Linked DNA regions of Sus scrofa: region 2 is linked to region 1. The links are chromatin contacts, called in public HiChIP or PLAC-seq maps. All regions are on one chromosome and are shown on one strand. Each heading gives the region's core, a stretch centred on a gene start, on an enhancer-like site or on the middle of the called end of the contact. The rest is flanking DNA. Distances are from core to core; before and after follow the strand shown.

Evidence for each region. HiChIP or PLAC-seq counts read pairs in DNA pulled down with a chosen protein or histone mark.
Region 2: a contact with region 1 is called in an H3K27ac HiChIP or PLAC-seq map of skeletal muscle. The contact joins the promoter of CREB5 here to the enhancer-like site in region 1. A contact is called at or near these places in 13 of 47 Hi-C or Micro-C datasets (embryonic fibroblasts, fetal heart ventricle, fibroblasts and 7 more) and 1 of 2 datasets of contacts at active chromatin or transcription factors (skeletal muscle).

Annotation. Positions count from the first base shown.
Region 1 is chr18:44,040,178-44,043,377 of Sscrofa11.1, reverse strand. The region is part of intron 5 of CREB5 (cyclic AMP-responsive element-binding protein 5); the gene reads left to right. Among named protein-coding and RNA genes, the nearest start is that of CREB5, 220 kb to the left of the region's middle. Within about 2 kb of position 1,512, at least 8 of the 83 cell types and tissues checked have an H3K27ac peak or open chromatin away from gene starts, as enhancers often do. A contact at or near this core is called in skeletal muscle, where this site is marked.
Region 2 is chr18:44,263,025-44,266,224 of Sscrofa11.1, reverse strand. CREB5 (cyclic AMP-responsive element-binding protein 5) reads left to right here and starts at 1,711. Exons shown (of 11, transcript XM_013985749.2): 1 at 1,711-1,828.

The sequences.
Region 1 (3,200 bases), core at 263-2,762:
CGTGTTCAGTGTGACCCTGAAACCACACCTGAAAGACAGGATGGGGCTATCATACCAGCTTCTTTTAGTCAGAGCAACGTGTAGCTAGAGGAGGGGGGAAAAAAAAACTACAATGGCTGATGTATTGTTTTCATTGAGGAAGTGCCTGTAATCCAAATAAACATTATCACTGGAAAAGACTCATCCGAACACCAGCATGGAATTTCCTAATCCTTGCTGCCAATTTGCTATCGAGTAGATGGTTAGGAAGTCTCAGGTGGATCCTAATTGCACAAGGGCCAGAAAAGATCCTATTACCAGGGCAGAGGTCAGCGATGAACACGGTGATATGAAGTCATATTTCTTGCAGTACAGCTCTTTGCAGTGTGCCAGGTTTGAGATCGGTGTGCAGGCAATGTTGAATGTTTCCTGTGCGTGAAACTCGGGTGAGGAGAGTGGCAAGTTCCTCTTGTTGCCATGTGAATTCCTTTTTTTTACATTTTATTAGAGTCCAGTGGATTATAGTGTTGTGTCAATTTCTGCCGTATAGCATAGTGACCCAGTCATACATATGTATACATTCTTTTTCTTATACTATGTTCCATCATGTTCTATCCCGAGAGACTGTATCTAGTTCCCTGGGCTGTACAGTAGGACCTCATTGCTTATCCATTCTAAATGCCAGGTGAATTCATACACACACACATATGCCCATTCATTTCCCTGCCTCTCTCTCTCTCTCACTCACACACACACACACACACACCCACACACACCCCTTTCCTCCTTCCAATTATATGTCCCTTTAAAGATGCTCATTACATCTGCCTTTTAGGAAGGGAAAGAAAACCCTTAACCCCTTTGTAGCCATCAGACTTGCCCCTTAAGGCAGCTGCGCTCTTTACAAGACTACAAAGCATCCTCCAGCAATGAAGGGGCTCCCAAAGAGGAGGGAGACTGCACCGTCCCCTAACAGCTGGGGCTGAGGAGAGCTCAGTGGTAGCCGATATCCCCCCGAATCGTATAATGTGTACTGAGTGTTTATATGCATCATCTTATTTAATCCTCACATCCACCTCCTGAGGTAAGGGCTGTATTTATTTTCATCTTACAGATGAAGAAACGGAGACTCAAAGATGCCAAGTAACTTATTTATGGTCACACACATCTACTCTAAATCCACCATGCAATGCAAGTCAAAATCCCCCCACCTACTTCTTTATAGGAGAGTGCATCGAATGGCAGCTTGTTCTGCACCAGATATAGTCTCCACTTACATATGTGTGAATATGGATGCACTCTGCTGCGAGCGTGCCCAAGGCATCATAGATGGACGCGTGCACGCTCTCACACTAGTGGTCTTGTTACCACATGTTTTGACCTTGAGGTAGCCTCTGTTCATATTCTAATGTTTTCAGCCAGGGCTATAGTAAAAGAAGCTTCTTATTTCAAAATAGCCTTGCAGATCAAACTCTGCACAATCCGAAATGCCTGCTCGCTGTTTGGCAGGGGTTAAATGGCTGTCTCAGGCCAGTGTTGAGTTCACATTCTATAAATGGCTCTTACTCCTTGATCTGACTCACTGTATGTATTACAGCAAAGTCACTTACAGATCAATTTATTTTTAGAATCTTAAAGAAACAGATTCAACGGGGAGTGTTTGTTTCTGACCACAGGCTAATGCGAGGGAAAACATATCTTGGTGAGGAGCTAACTTTCCATTTGATTCCTCTGCCCACAGCTTTCTGTTAGTGATAGGCCTTTGCATGTTGTATTGAAATGTTTTGAATTATTTAAATAGCAGAGCGGCAGAATGTTATGCCAACATCTTACATAATACTTTTGCGGTGTGCAAGTGGGAGAGCCTTTTGCATTTTAAGTGAAATAACATCAGGAATTAATGAGCACAATTAATCATTATTATTGAATGATTTTATGATTGATTGATTTTATTATTGATTGATTTTTTTTTAATCTTTTTAGGGCCACACTCACGGCATATGGAAGTTCCCAGGCTAGGGGTCCAATCACAGCTGTAACTGCTGGCCTACGCCACAGCCACAGCAACACCAGATCCTTAACCCACTGATCAAGGCCAGGAATCGAACCTGCGTCCTCACGGATGCTAGTCACATTTGTTTCCACTGAGCCACGACGAGAACTCCAGATGACTGATTTTATTATCAGTTCTATTATTGAACGATTTTATTGTTGAATTGTTATTATCAAAGCTCATTATCGAAGAGAAAGATTGTATACCTGTTGCCTACCTTGCCGCTTGGTAATGGACATTTTCTCTAAGATCAAAACCCGGGAGTATGATAAGAACAAGGATGCTGCTGCTGCTGCTGCTGCTGCTGTTGATGATGATATCCTAATGCTGCTGCTGATGTTGGCAGTGATGGCGAAGATCACCACGCCAGCACTGGGAGAGAGGCTGCATCGATCCATTAAATAAATATGACATGCTGCCCTCTGCAGGTATTCAGTCTAAACCAGGTAGTATCAAATTCATACAAACGGATAAAGCATTCTCAAACACACAAACTAATGCACAAATGCAAATGGAATACTGAAGCCAGTTAAAGAAAGAAAACTTTTCTATTCCATAGGTCTCTCTTTTTTTTTTTTTTTTTTTTTTTTTGGTCTTTTTAGGGCTGCTCCCATGGCATATGGAGGTTCCCAGTCTAGGGGGGACATCGGAGCTATAGCTGCTGGCCTAGCCATAGCAACGCAGGATCTGAGCTGCGCCCGTGACCTACACCACAGCTCGGGGCAACACTGGATATCCTTAACCCATTGAGCAAGGCCAGGGATCGAACCCTCGTCCTCATGGATGCTAGTGGGGTTCATTAACCGCTAGGCCATCATGGGAACTTCTGTAGGTCTAATTTGTGTGAATTCTGAACCCAAAGAAGAAGCAAGTATTTAGTAACTCATTTATTTTAAATTTCTCTTCTGAATTTTGGAGGATGTGTATTTGAGGCCAATGTCAGAAGCAGAGAAGACCAGCTGGGAGTTTGGTTTGTGACTAGTTCTCTGTTGACACTTGAAAAAGCTAACTGCTCTTTGGCTTGACTAAGACCTCTTGTTTCCTGATAATAGGTATTTAATGAATAGTAAATAAAAGCAGGTTTGAAAATCTCAAATCCGTTTTCATTTCAGAAAGTTTAGATTTTACACCACATCCAACCAGCATTTCTAGTTACTAAACTAACAGG
Region 2 (3,200 bases), core at 462-2,961, 220 kb before region 1:
TACACGTGGAAGAGAACAAATAGGAAACGCAGTGATGAGTTCTGAATCAAGCTGTGGGAAAGGAATAGTCAGCAGTCCCTGTGGTCTCAAGAAACACCAAGAAAGAGAGTTGTTTAAACACTTAAAAAATAGAAAGGAAACACAGAGCTCTTCCATTTAGTATGGCAAAACCAGCTCAGAAGTATGTGACGATCCAGGCAAAGCACGACAGTTTCTAGCCAGTCCAGTCATGATTCTCTGGCAAACTGCACAGTCATGGTTATGATGCATTGGGATGAGAGGTGCTATATAAATGTCAGATGTTACATAAATGTCAGGAATGATTATTGTTTGTTAATGGGGGCTAAACTGTTCCTAAGCAAAGCTTGGACTCCCAGCCAACTCGTCCTCAGCAAAGGTTCTAACCATCAATAACCCATGAGAATGGAAAGCTCCGCCCTGGTTCTAGAAAGGAGTCCAGTTAGGATTTGGAGTTTTAAAACAGGGGCGGGAGTTATCCAGTGGCTTCAGGCCAGCCCCCTAAGCTTCTGGAATTTGCCTTGGCTCCCTGTAAAATGGGGATAATTATAACACCTGCCCTACTTCTCCTTGTGCTGGGTTGTTGTGAGAATCAGGGGAGTTCCACGTGGGTTCCAGTGCTTTGCAAAGTGTGAGCTGCTGCAAGGATGACCGTGGTGCTCTGAGATGTCTGGCATCTCCTGGATTTAGCCTCTGCCTTCCCTTTGAGTCCGACTCACAGAGAGAACATCCGAATGGAAATTAAGCTGGGGATGGCCATGGTGACCTGGCTGATGCTGAAAACACCAGGCTCCTTCTCTCACTGAGCTGTCAGGAACGTACTGCAGACCAGGGCCCCGAATCCTGCATTCCGGCTCTGGCTCTGCCACTTGCCAGCTTATGAGCTTGGGCAAGTAACAGAGGAGGCTCTGGAAGTGAGCGCCAAGGGCCCTTCCGGATCTGACGCTGAGTCTAAATCAGGCTCATCATTTGGCTCTAGCTGTAATTCACCTTTCGCCTGCAGGAACAACGCTCCTTCCAGCTTCTCACACTCATGAAGCAGGGGTCTTGGGAAGGACAGGGGCATCACATTCCAAATGAGTGTGCACAATAAAGAAGTTATTCCTTTGGAGGTGAAATGGGGCGCGGCGGGGGGGGGGGAGGGCCGTGAAAAGGGGTGTCGAGTGAATGCTCTGAGAAGCCAGGATGCAGGGAACACTGTAATGAGGTCACGACTGTCGCAGGCAAAAAGGAGCTGGACATCTGCTGGTGGGGGAAGGGGGAGCGTTCCTCATTTCTGTTTGTAGAAAGTCTCTTCCCGCATTCGTCTGCACCCCCTCCCCACCCTTCCTCTACTCCCCATTCCCACCCTTCCCCTACTCCCCGTCCCCACACCTTTCAAATGCCACCAGGCCCTCCTCACGGGAGAGCCCAGGTCCCTGCCTCCTCCGTGGTCCCGTCTGAAACCGTGACGATTGTTTCCAAGCTGACTCACACCACTAATGTCAGGGAGCCGTGTCACACGGCGCTGGCCTCTGCAAGCTGTTGCTCGCGCGGTCGCCGCTGCCGCCGCCGCTCCCCCGCGGGTGCACCAGAGTCGGCTGGTGGGGCGGTGCGCGGGCGGGGCCCGCCCCCTCGGCGCGCCGGCCCCGCCCCTCCCTCCTCCCCCCACCCCCCCACGGGCCGCAATGATTTAGAAGTTCAGGAATCCCACGTGACGTCACCGGGGGGGTGATGTAATGCACTCTAAATAGAATGTATTGTAATCTTTGCTCAGTCCAACGTGGTCCCTTCACCCGGGCTCCGCTCTTGCCTTCTCCACACTTGTTTGGTAAGTTCCTAAAAATACGGCTCGGCCACTTCTGGGGCTTTTGCATTTAGCCACTTTTGTTGCACTTGCCGCGGGAGCCATCTCGGGAACGTACTTGTTTGCAGGGGCTGGTTCTCGGCAGCAGCCGCGAGGTTACTTGGTCTAGTGGGCAGGTCACAGGGCAAGAAGTAGGGGAAGATGCGATGCATTTTTTTTTTTTTTTTGGAGGATGATCTGTGTTTGTAAACACTCTGGCGGACCAGAGGGAAGTCCGTCCCCCAATGCTGGTGGACCGTGGAATTCGGCTGTGTCCTGAGGCTACCCCAGAGACCCCACGCCGAGTCCGTCCCGGAGCGCGTCTCGGTGGCCGCCGCGCCGTGCGACTGGAGGGATGCTAACGTGGAGCGAGCGCCGTGTCAGCCCCGGCGTGCGTGCGTGTGTGGGAGCGCGCGTGTGTTTCCCTGACACGGGGAACAGTTATGAATCGGGGGTGTGTGTTTGCCTCCAGAGACCTGGCAAGGTGCGGAACCCTCCAGAAGTGCGGTCAAGCGGCGTCAGCGGTGGCGGCAGCGGAGACGGCGAGCCAGGAACCGCCCCCCGCGTCCCCAACTTCCCGGTGATGCGGCGGAACCCCCGGAAAAAGTTTGCAAACTTCCAGCGGGCGCGGCGAGGACGCCGGGTCACCTAGGGGGCGGATGGACGGGCGCGCGGGGGGCTCGCTCCCTCCCCGGTGCTGAGCCTGCTGCTGCCACCTCTCCCGCAGGGCTGCCGGCCCCAGGTGGTGGGCGCGCGCGCCCTGGGAGGGGACGTCGCTCTTGGAGGGCACTTTGCTTTCACTCCGGGCGCGGAGGGCTGGAGAGTGGCGAGGCTCTTCTCGCCTTCATTCCTCCAGCCACCTCTTGCCTCCGTCCGGTTCTCGTTGGCATCATTACCTCTTCTCCGCTGCTGCCCCAAATGACAGCTCCCGCTTTTGCCGCGGCGGCGCGGTGGCAGTTCCCAGGATACGGCGGCGGCGAAGCCCTCTTCTCCAGGCAGATTCTTCAAGGAATCGCTTAAAACTTTTCACGACGGTCTTAGAGGGGCAAGACGCACGAAGCAACCAAAGAGATGTTTTTTCCCCGTCGGCTGCATTTCGCTTTTCTTTTGCTATAGGTTTATTGGGGGGGGTGCTAATCTGGTAGATGAAGCCCCCGATCTTGATCTTGTCCACTCCTCCCTAACTTTCCTTGAACGGGTGCCGCCCCCACTTGAGGCTGGTACAGGGCCGGGAACTCAAGTGGGTCTCTTGTGTATTTCGTTGTCAGAGCCCGCAGAGTGTATGATTTTTATTTTTCCCTCCCTCTCTGACATGTGTCAAGGAATAAAGGCTGGAGACAGGTCCATTACGTCATTC